2 separate regions of the Sus scrofa genome follow, and region 1 is linked to region 2. A link is a contact called in public Hi-C data. All regions are on one chromosome and are shown on one strand. Each heading gives the region's core, a stretch centred on a gene start, on an enhancer-like site or on the middle of the called end of the contact. The rest is flanking DNA. Distances are from core to core; before and after follow the strand shown. Region 1 holds the start of BST2 (bone marrow stromal cell antigen 2). Region 2 holds the start of GTPBP3 (tRNA modification GTPase GTPBP3, mitochondrial).

Region 1 (4,892 bases), core at 815-3,314, 50 kb after region 2:
TACACCTCAATCTCCCACCTTAAAGAATGGCCACAACCTCCCATCCTCCCAGGGCCACAGGAAAGGATGTAATCCTTGAAATGGGAGTTTTGAGGGCCCCCCCCGGAATTTGGAGGCTTCCTATGCCCAAACTCTAGAAGTTTCCAGATCCCTGGGGTATTGCCCAAGAGGAACTGAGCAGGATCCCCATGGGGCCTTCCCCCATACCCTCTGCTTTAGCACCTCTCTCAAGAACTTAGATAACAGTATTTAATGCACAATCCTGAGTTGTTGTTGTTTGGGGGCTGCACTTGCGGCGCTGGAAGTTCCTGGGCTAGGGATGGAATCCTAGTCACAGCTGCAGCAAGGGTGAATACTTAACCTTCTGTGTGGGGCTGGGGATCCAACCCATGCTACCACAAAGACAACACCAGATTTTAACCCACTGCACCACAGCAGGAATTCCAATCCTGAGTTGTTTTACGGATGTGAACCCCCACAAAAGGAAGCAATTTTAGCCACTTGGTGGGCATGAGCATGGTCAGCCCCCAGAACTACTGGCATCTAAGTGTTGATAAAGTTAAACCCTGTGAGGAGTCCCTGTTAACCTCCCCAACCAATCAGAGGCTTGTGCGGGAGTGAATCACATACCCTGTGACCTGCCCCCCACTTAGCTTTTAAAAATGCTTTGCTTTGCTGAAAATAAAATAAAATAAAATAAAAATAAATAAAATAAAAAGGAGTTCCTGTTGTGGCTCCTCGGAAATGAATTTGACTAGAAACCATGAGGTTGCCGGTTGGATCCCTGGCCTCACTCAGTGAGTTAAGGATCTGGCGTTGCTGTGAGCTGTGGTCACAGTCACGGCTTGGATTCTGCATTGCTGTGGCTGTGGTGTAGGCTGGCAGCTGTAGCTGTGATTAGACTCCTAGCCTGGGAACCTCCATATGCCATGGGTGTGGCTCTAAAAAGCAAAAAAAAAAAAAAAAAAAAAAAGTAAAAATGCTTTTCTGGGAGTTCCCTTCATGGCTCAGCACTTGACAGGCCCAACTAGCATCCATGAGGATGGCCCTAAAAAAGTAAAAATTAAAAAACAAAAAATAAAAAAAAAAGCTTTGCTGAAACCCTTTGGGGTGTTGGGGATTTGCAGGGGGTGGGGCGGTGGGGCACAAGCCATCCATCTCCTTACACAGCCCTGCAATAAACCTTTCTCTACTCCAGTCTCTGACATCTCTGTTCATTTGGCCTCACTGTGCATCAGGCACGTGAACTTGTGCCTACACAAGAAGAAGACTGAGAGGTCTTCCCCAAACCAGAACATTGTGGTGGAGGGGGAGCCCAAGTTAGAGGCCCAGTGGGAGTTTCAAGGCCCCCCATACAGGGAAGCAAGTTAAAGTTTCAGTCTGTCAGGAAGTAGCAGATGTATGGAGAGCCCCTCCTTTCTTACCGACCTGGTAAGGTTTTCCGTCCCAACCTGCAGAGAGGACTTCGGCTCCCCACCCCTCCACTGGAGCCTGAAGGGAGTTTCTAGCTCCTCACACAAGTGCCAGGGAGTTTGGACATTCCCCCACATCCTAGAAGGGATATTGAGGCACCCTGATTTGGGTGCTCTGGGGAGTTTTAAGGCCCCACCCCACCCCAGGACCCTCGAAAGAGTTTCACAGTCCCCAAATCCCAGTGGAAACATTCAGGGGGCAGTTTCAGAGTCTATCTTGATTGCCATATAGACACTGTGAGAGCCCCCCACCCCCACCCCAAGCCCAGGGCCCTATCTAGGGGATATGGTGGCTTACCACAGTCTGGTTGCAAACGGTGTACTGGGCCTTGGTCCTCTGTAAGACCTCCTGGGCCACAGTTAGCTGGTGCTGCAGATGGTCCGTTTGGTTTTGACATTCCTGCTGTGCTCGGAGGCCATCCTTGCAGCCCTTGCTGTTGGCCTTGACAGCAAAGATGATCAGAGACACCAGCAGACCCACCACCAACAGGCAGAGCAGGAAGACCAGCCACAGCCTGCTGTCTCGCAGGTTTGATTCCCTCAAGCAGCTCACCATGGGTAAAGGGCTGTAGGAATACAAACTAGGTGACATCTGGGTCTGTGCTGAGGGAGTCTGGGCAAGAGTTAGGTAAGAGTGCCTTCTAGGGGCTGGGGCTGCCCCCTTATTAGCATAGGAGCTGTGAGGACCAATGACAAGTTGCTGGAAAAACCCCTGACTTGGAGATGATTGAATGGGGCTACTACAGGCAGAGGACAGCCCAGGCTTTTAGTTTCGGTTTCTTTTTTCGTTTTCCCAGAAAAAAAGGTGAGTAGTTTCTGCCAAATTATGGCCTCGGGCTGAATGCTCGCCAGTGGGATCCTGTGGGAGGGGAGTTGCGGCTGCCTCAAACACCCCATGTCAAGTTCCTGCCCTTCTCCTCCAAGTTTCTGAGGGTGACAATTGCAGTTACTGAGCATCCGGTGCATGCCAGCTTTGTGTTCATCTGTCCCATGACCGGAAGAGGCCTAGGGCATTTTCTGTCCAGTCCCCAGCTGGGGAAAGTGAGGCTGAGAGTTGAGTGTTGGCAGGCTGGGGGCAGGGCCCGGGAGTGATGGAGGAGGCTGGGATTTGAGCTCAGGGGTCTCCGTAGCGACCTAGCAGGTGTTGATTTAGCATCCTTGCCCTGTGGAAAGGACCACAGGGAGCCACCGAGGGTGTGAGAGCCTGCAGGGAAGCCGGAGAAGAGCGGGAGGGACCCACGTGACCAAGGCTGCGGTTCCCACTTTTGGCCACTTGAGGTCAGCCCAGTCAACAGGCTCCAGCCAGGAACAGGCTCATACTTCCAGAATCCGCTCCTGCCGCCTGAGAGATCAAATATTTGCCCGCATGTCAGTTATCAGAGGATGTCCCAGTCCTCAGCGATTGCAGCCACCTCTAAACTGGCGAGCCAGTGAGCCCTAAGGGAACTCAGGAAGGAAAGAAAGAATACCTGCCACCTAGCAGCCATCAGACTGCAGCCACTTCTTAAGGTGAGCCCTGAGGAAAATCAGGAGGTGAAAACACAGGATACTGGCCCCAGATGGCTGAGGTGCACATTGAAGGAATGGTTTCAGTGAGCCCAGACCTTGCATAATCTTCCTGTACACAGAAAAGCACTAAATTCCTAAACTTGAGGTATCCAGTTGTTTGTTTTTTTGGTTGTTTTTTTTGTCTTTTTAGGGCTGCACCCGAGGCACATGGAAGTTCCCAGGCTAGGGGTCTAATCTGAGCTGTAGCCGCTGGCCTACGCCAGAGCCACAGCAACGTGGGCAGCAACGTGGGATCCGAGCCATGTCTGCAACCTACACCACAGCTCATGGCAATGCCAGATCCTTAACCCACTGAGCAAGGCCAGGGATTGAACCCGAAACCCCATGGTTCCTAGTTGGATTTGTTAACAAATGAGCTACAACCGGAACTCCTCTAGTTTTCTTTTATTAGCAGTAGTCTTTTTTCCCTACTGCCTGCCCTTTGTTACCAAACTCCTATATATCCTAGCTCCCCCACCTCCTCTGAGCAGTTTTTTTCAGGGTTACTTAAAATGCTGACTTCAGGAGTGCCTGTGGTGGCGCAGTGGAAAACGGAAACCGTGCCTGCCGTGGGTGTGGCCCTATAAAGACAAAAAAGACAAAAGACAAAAAAAAAAAAAAAGATGCTGAGTTCAGGGCTTAACTCCTCATTTCACCCCCAATAAACTTAACTTTCAACTTTCAGGCTGTGCATATTTGGTTTTTGTCTTTTTTTTTTTTTTTTTTTCTTTTTGGTTGCAGCCATGGCATATGGAAGTTCCCAGGTTAGGGGTAGAATTGGCTGCTGTAGCTGCCAGCCTACACCACAGCTCACAGCCACACCAGATCCTTAACCCAATGAGCAAGGCCAGGGATCGAACCCAAGTCCTCATGAATACTAGTTACTAGTTGAGTTTGTTACCGCTGAGCCGTGAAGGGAACACTCAGGTTGTGCATATTTTTTTAAGTTGACACAACTTAGGATTCCAGGTAAATTTACTGAATTTCAGTTACCTCATCTGTAAAGTGGGACCATAACAGAAGCAGCCTCATCAGGAGGAGCTTTTGAATAAAGAGGAGTTTTGAATAAAGTGCCTCAGCATCCAGTAGGTGTCCAATGGATATGCAGCCCGGTCTGTGGCTCAGGGCAGAAGGAGAGGTGGATAATGTGGAAACATGGCTTCAGAATGAGGAGCATGTTTTGAGGGAGTACAATCTGATCCATTTGTCTTTCTTTCTTTCTTTCTTTTTTTTTTTTTTAAGGGCTGCACCTGTGGCATATGGAAGTTCCCAAGCTAGGGGTAGAATTGGAGCTGTAGCAGCCAGCCTGCATCACAGTCACAGCAATGTGGGATCCAAGCCAGGTCTGTGACCTACTCCACAGCCCATGGCAACATCAGATCCTTAACCTACAGAGCAAGGCCAGGGATTGAACCTGTATCATCATAGATGCTAGTAAGATTCATTTCTGCTGAGCCATGACAGGGACTCCTAATCTGGTCCATTTGGGAGACACTGAACCCAAAGGGCTTGGGGAGCCTCTGGGGATGAGGTAGGAGGTAGCTTGGCCCCTGGGCTGAGAATAGCTGGGACGTGTTAGGCAGAGTAAATTGGGCCTTGCTTCTCTTTGACATTTCAAGGATAAAGCTGAGCTCTGCTGGAGTAGAAAGATAAGAGGACCACTTCAATCACTCCTGGGGTCAAGGAGAGCTCCCCAATTACACATGTGCAGAAAGACTCCTAGGGGTCAAAAAGGGAGGGGTGCCAGACCATCATAAGTCCTGCTACCATCCCAGAACCCCTTGCTCTGGAATCCAACTTTGCCAAAAGATGAGCACGTATATCAGGGATGGCCCTGGGCCCATTCAGGGTGAGAGATAAAACAAGATGACT
Region 2 (4,991 bases), core at 2,025-4,524:
GCATAGGCACGCGTGTGGCGGTGATGGCGGACTTGCACGATGAGCTCGGGGATGCCCACACGGATGTGGTTCAGCAGCCACAGCAGCGTGTGGTCATCGGTCGTGTCTGCCAAGGGTACAGGGACAGATGGGTCTTGCCACGAGTGGTCCAAGACCTCCTACAGACTCCCACTCAGAGAAGCTTAGCTCAGGGGCCTTGGGCTACTGGGCAGAAGTACCTGGGAAGGTCATCAACACATCGCAGTTCTCTGTAGGCACTGTCTTCATCCATGCCTTGTGGGACACCAGGTACCGACCCACCTGCAGGAGCCGCTTCCCAAAAAGCTTATCTGGGGAGCAGGCAGGGCAGGATGGGGTCAGCCCACTCCTGGATCAGGACCCTGGCCTCCAGTCTCCGCCCCTCCAGCCCTGGCACCTGATCACACACTCGCCAGGGCTCCTGGGCATTCAGCCTGGCATTCAAGGCCCTGTGAGCTCTGGCCTTGGCTTGTTTCCTTCCCTCCACGTCCTTGCACCAGCCAGGTCCTTCTCCAGGAATGCCCTTCCCCCAGGTCCTTCCTTACAAATCTTACTCATTCTAGAGGCCCAGCTCCGCCTCCAAAACCACAATCGCTGGGCACTCACTAGCAGCTCTGAGCGCCTCACCACATTATGTCATAGCTTCCTCATAGCAGGGTGCGGTTCTTACCCCCATTTCACAGGTGAGGAAACTGAGGCAGAGAGCATCTAAGTCACGCGCTCAAGGTCACACAGTCGAAAAGGGATTTGAACCCAGGACTATGTGATTCTGTATCCTCTATGGAGAGGGCCTCCCAAGCGCATCACTGCCGGGCCGCGATCCCGTAGCCCAAGGGGTGACTAGGCTCAGCCCGGGGACGGGGCTCTAGGAGGGGCGTGTCCGTGTCTCTGCTCTGGGACCCCTTAACCGCTGCACGGTCACAGCCGCGCCCGCCGGGCCGCAGCCGCAGTGCCGGAGGAACGGGCCCCTCGACTGGACTCCAGGCCCGGGACCGCTGAGTCCAATCCCGCTCCCCGTACAGCCGCCGTGAACATCCCAGGCACCTGCAACCCTGTCATATTCAGGCACTGCACACATACCCAGAACTCCAGACGCCGGGGCTGCAGGCTCGCCCTCCGGCGGAGGCCTCTTACCACGTTCGTCCTCCAGGGACGTGCCCCCGGCGCCGGAGGCGGATTCGGCCATGGCGAGGGCAGGGCGGGTCAGGAGCTGCGGGTGGCCCAGGCGCCGGGGGCCCGCGGGCTCATGGGGCCGGTGCAGCAGCCGAGTGCGCTGGAGGTGGAGACAAAGGCCGCGCCCGCCCGCGCCGGCCGCCGTCCCCGCGTGCCCGAGATTGTTTCTCGTCCCCGTCCGCGCCGAACCTCGATTCTCCTGGGCCCAGCGCCCGTCGTTCTCTGGTTCTCGACTCCGCCCGTGTTGTTTTCTGAGTTTCGTTCTCGCCCGCCCACCTCGCTCTCTGGTGCTCGTCCCCGCCCGCACCGAACGCGAATTCTCCTCCTGGTCCCCGCCCGCACGGTATTCTGGGTCTCGTCCCCGCCCGCCGTGGACCTGGATCCTCCGCCTCCTAGCTTTAGTTTCCACATCTGTTTGGAATCCGAGGTGGACGTGGGAGGGGGCGGACCTAGTCGGGGGAAATTCCTGGTAGCAGAAATTTCAACCACCGCAGCAGGGATGAGAATAAATATATCAGAGCCTGCCTTAGGGCCTTAGCACATGCTGTTCAGCTATCTAGGACTCTCTTCACACCCTTTGTCCAGTTAACTCCAACACCTTTAAAGATGTAACGTCCTCAGAGAGGATCTGATTGTGTTACCAAATTTAGCAAATAAAAATACAGTCCTTCTGGAGTTCTCAACGTGGCGCCGGGGAAACGAATCCGACTAGGAATCATGAGGTGGCAGGTTCGATCCCTGGCCTCGCTCAGTGGGTTAAGGATCCGGCGCTGAGGTGAGCTGTGATGTAGGTCGCAGAGGTGGCTTGGATCTGGCGTTGCTGTGGGTGTGGCATAGCCTGGCAGCTGTAACTCCGATTCGACACCTAGCCCAGGAATCTCCATATGCCGCGGGTGCGGCCCTAAAAAGCAACAACAACAATAATAATATTACAGTCCTCCTAGTTAAATGTGAATTTCGGATAAATGAATAAATTTTCAGTATGTCCCAAGTATTGCATGGGATATAGTTACACTAAAACGTTACTCATTGTTTATCTGAAATTCACATTTAACTGAGTGCCCTGTATTTTGCCTGTCACTTGGACCTCCCGACCACCCTGAATGGCCTCCTCCATTAGACTGAAAAGCCAGCGCGCGCAGAGTCCCAGGCAAATTCTGTTCTCACACAGTAGGCACTTGATGTATACTTTCGACAGACAGAACTCGGAGACGGCGAATGTCATCGTTTGCCCTTCTTTACAAATGAAAAAATTGAGCAGAGCGAGGCATGGGGTCTTTAGACCTGTATCCTGTTCGTCTTCCCAAAGTATATGAGCGCCGCCCTCCCGCTCCGTCCTAGAACCAGAGAATTAGTCGTGCGAAAGCGTCCTGCTGAGATCCCACCCGTCCGGTGCCTGGAATTCCACCATCTGCGCTTTATTCCATCAGCCGCCGCTGTCCTGGGTTAACCTGAAAGTAATCTCTGAGACTCCCCTCTGGCTTTCGGGGAGCCATAGACCAACCGAACACTCAACTCTGCAGCAGCAGACCTGGGCCAGAGTAGCCCAGAGGGGCGAGAGGACTGTGCTGGGGGTTCTAGGGAAGCTTCCTGGCAAAGGGGACCTTGGAGCTAGGCACTGAGGCTGAGCTTGTCAGAGGAAGAAGGGTATACGAGGCCATGGAGACAGCGGGAGGAAATCTAGGGAGGGGTGAGAACTGTAGAGTTCCGAGAAAACTAGAAATCTTCCCAGAAGTATGGACAAGATTTTCCCAGGGTCAGTGCATAGGTTCCCCGGAATTCTCTCCCGGTCACTGAGATGCTCTTGCTTCGCCTAAGGCTATGTAGTGGCCAAACGGGACTCAAATCCTTTCTTCTCCATAATTCCCACCGCCCTAAGCCAAGCCCTGTTCTTACCCCCACCCTCTTTTCCGGTATCTCAGATCCCTGCTGCTCTAGGATCCCAAAAATTCTGTCTAATGTTGCAGGGGGAACACCATTTAGCTGCACCCGGAGTGCTAGCACCCTGTCCTTTCCTGGAATCAGCCAATAGAAGCTAAGATCTTCAGTGGGTGGGCGGTACGTCTTCTACGGGGCCCAATGGTAACCGAGAATTGTTGAGCCCTTTACGGATCACGCCGCGAGGTGGGCGGGGCTAGCCCCGGCTGGGCGCTGCCAAGGCTGGTCGCTGATTGTGAATCCATGTGGCGGGTACTATGGACCCTGGTAGCCCGGGCGGCACGTGGGCCTCTCAGGTGGGGCTTCTCACTTGGGGGAGGGGGTGTGACGGCGTAGGGCGCTGCTTGGGGCCCAGATCCTCTCCCTAGGATCTGGAGGTCCAGTTCCCTTTGGCAGAGCCGTATTTTTGGTCTTCTTCCAAGGCTCTGTCCATCCCCCTGCCGCAGAGCCCACATGTGGATCAACTTCTCTCAGACATCTCTATTCAGTCATCTTACGGCCTCAAACCTTCCAATCTTTTCATCCCCCCGGCCGCAGAACTTACACTTGGGGCATCTCCTGACCATCTAGCCTTCGATCCACCTGCCACTCTGGCGGCAGAGTTTCTCAGAACACTGACTCTCCTCCTCTTCCAGTTCCAGGCCGTGCCCGCGCCAGAGCAGTGGCGCCCCGGCCCTGGGTCCCGGGTCCACTATCTTCGCACTGAGCTCTGGCCAAGGCCGCTGCGGCATCGCTGTCATTAGAACCAGCGGCCCAGCCAGCGGGCACGCCCTCCGGAGCCTTACGGCGCCCCGGGACTTACCCCCGGCCCGCAAAGCCTGCCTGCGCCTCCTCAGCGACCCCTGCTCTGGGGAGCCTTTGGACCGCGCGCTGGTGCTTTGGTTTCCAGGTGAGGGACTTCAGATCTGCAACCTCATATAGCTTCTATGACCCAACTTCCTCCTTCCGGACTTTTACCCAGGTGGTATCCTCCTGACACCTATCTCCTCACCATACTAGGTCCCCAGAGTTTCACCGGTGAGGATTGCGCGGAGTTCCATGTGCATGGAGGCCCAGCTGTGGTGAGTGGTGTCCTGCAGGCCCTGGGTGAGTCTGCAGCCTTGGGTTTAAGGTGTGGCTATATACCAGTGGGCCTGGATAGGAACCAAAAGGGGCTTAGGACCCTGAACCTTCCTGCAGGCAGTGTGCCAGGGCTGCGGCCAGCAGAGGCAGGCGAGTTCACCAGGAGGGCATTCGCCCATGGGAAGCTGAGCCTGACTGAGGTAGAGGGGCTGGCAGATCTGATCCATGCAGAAACTGAGGCGCAGCGGCGGCAGGCCTTGAGGCAGCTGGACGGGGAGCTGGGCCACCTCTGCCAAGGCTGGGCAGAGACCCTCACTAGGGCAAGTACACCATTTGCTCATCACTTGCCTGTCTAACCTGCATGAGAGCTTCCTGTGAGCCCAGTCGGGCACCTTGGGCCGGGCCAGACCTGGGCACACTGGGGGGTGGGTTCCTGGGTGATCACACTACCCAAACTCACCTCTTTCAGGCTCTGGCCCATGTGGAGGCCTATATTGATTTTGGTGAGGATGACAACCTAGAGGAGGGCGTCCTGGATCAAGGTGGGTCTGCCTGGGGGTGGGAGGTGGGGACATCTGGCATCTCAGCCCTTAGAGACCCCCTTACTCTCCCTCCTGCTTTCTTCCATCTACAGCTGACAGCGAAGTGCGGGAGCTAGAGGTGGCATTGGGCACACACCTTCGAGATGCCAGGCGTGGACAGAGGCTTCGCTCAGGGGCGCACGTAGTGGTTGCTGGACCTCCTAATGCCGGCAAGAGCAGCCTGGTGAACCTGCTCAGTGCGTGGGCAGGGGGGCGGGG

What was found. A called contact is a pair of places that touch in the nucleus more often than the background predicts.
Region 1: a Hi-C map of mesenteric adipose tissue shows a contact between it and region 2, with 2.0 times the contacts expected there. The contact joins the promoter of BST2 here to the promoter of GTPBP3 in region 2. A contact is called at or near these places in 1 of 5 promoter capture datasets (liver), 30 of 47 Hi-C or Micro-C datasets (adipose tissue, alveolar macrophages, blood and 15 more) and 2 of 2 datasets of contacts at active chromatin or transcription factors (alveolar macrophages and skeletal muscle).

Annotation. Positions count from the first base shown.
Region 1 is chr2:60,302,478-60,307,369 of Sscrofa11.1, reverse strand. BST2 (bone marrow stromal cell antigen 2) reads right to left here and starts at 2,064. Exons shown (of 4, transcript NM_001161755.1): 1 at 1,771-2,064. The coding sequence starts at 2,064.
Region 2 is chr2:60,353,686-60,358,676 of Sscrofa11.1, reverse strand. It overlaps GTPBP3 (tRNA modification GTPase GTPBP3, mitochondrial), which reads left to right and starts at 3,274. Exons shown (of 8, transcript XM_021083561.1): 1 at 3,274-3,425; 2 at 3,765-4,018; 3 at 4,129-4,511; 4 at 4,661-4,733; 5 at 4,826-4,969. The coding sequence starts at 3,373. ANO8 (anoctamin-8) reads right to left here and starts at 1,483. Exons shown (of 19, transcript XM_021083565.1): 1 at 1,153-1,483; 2 at 219-329; 3 at 1-106. The coding sequence starts at 1,204.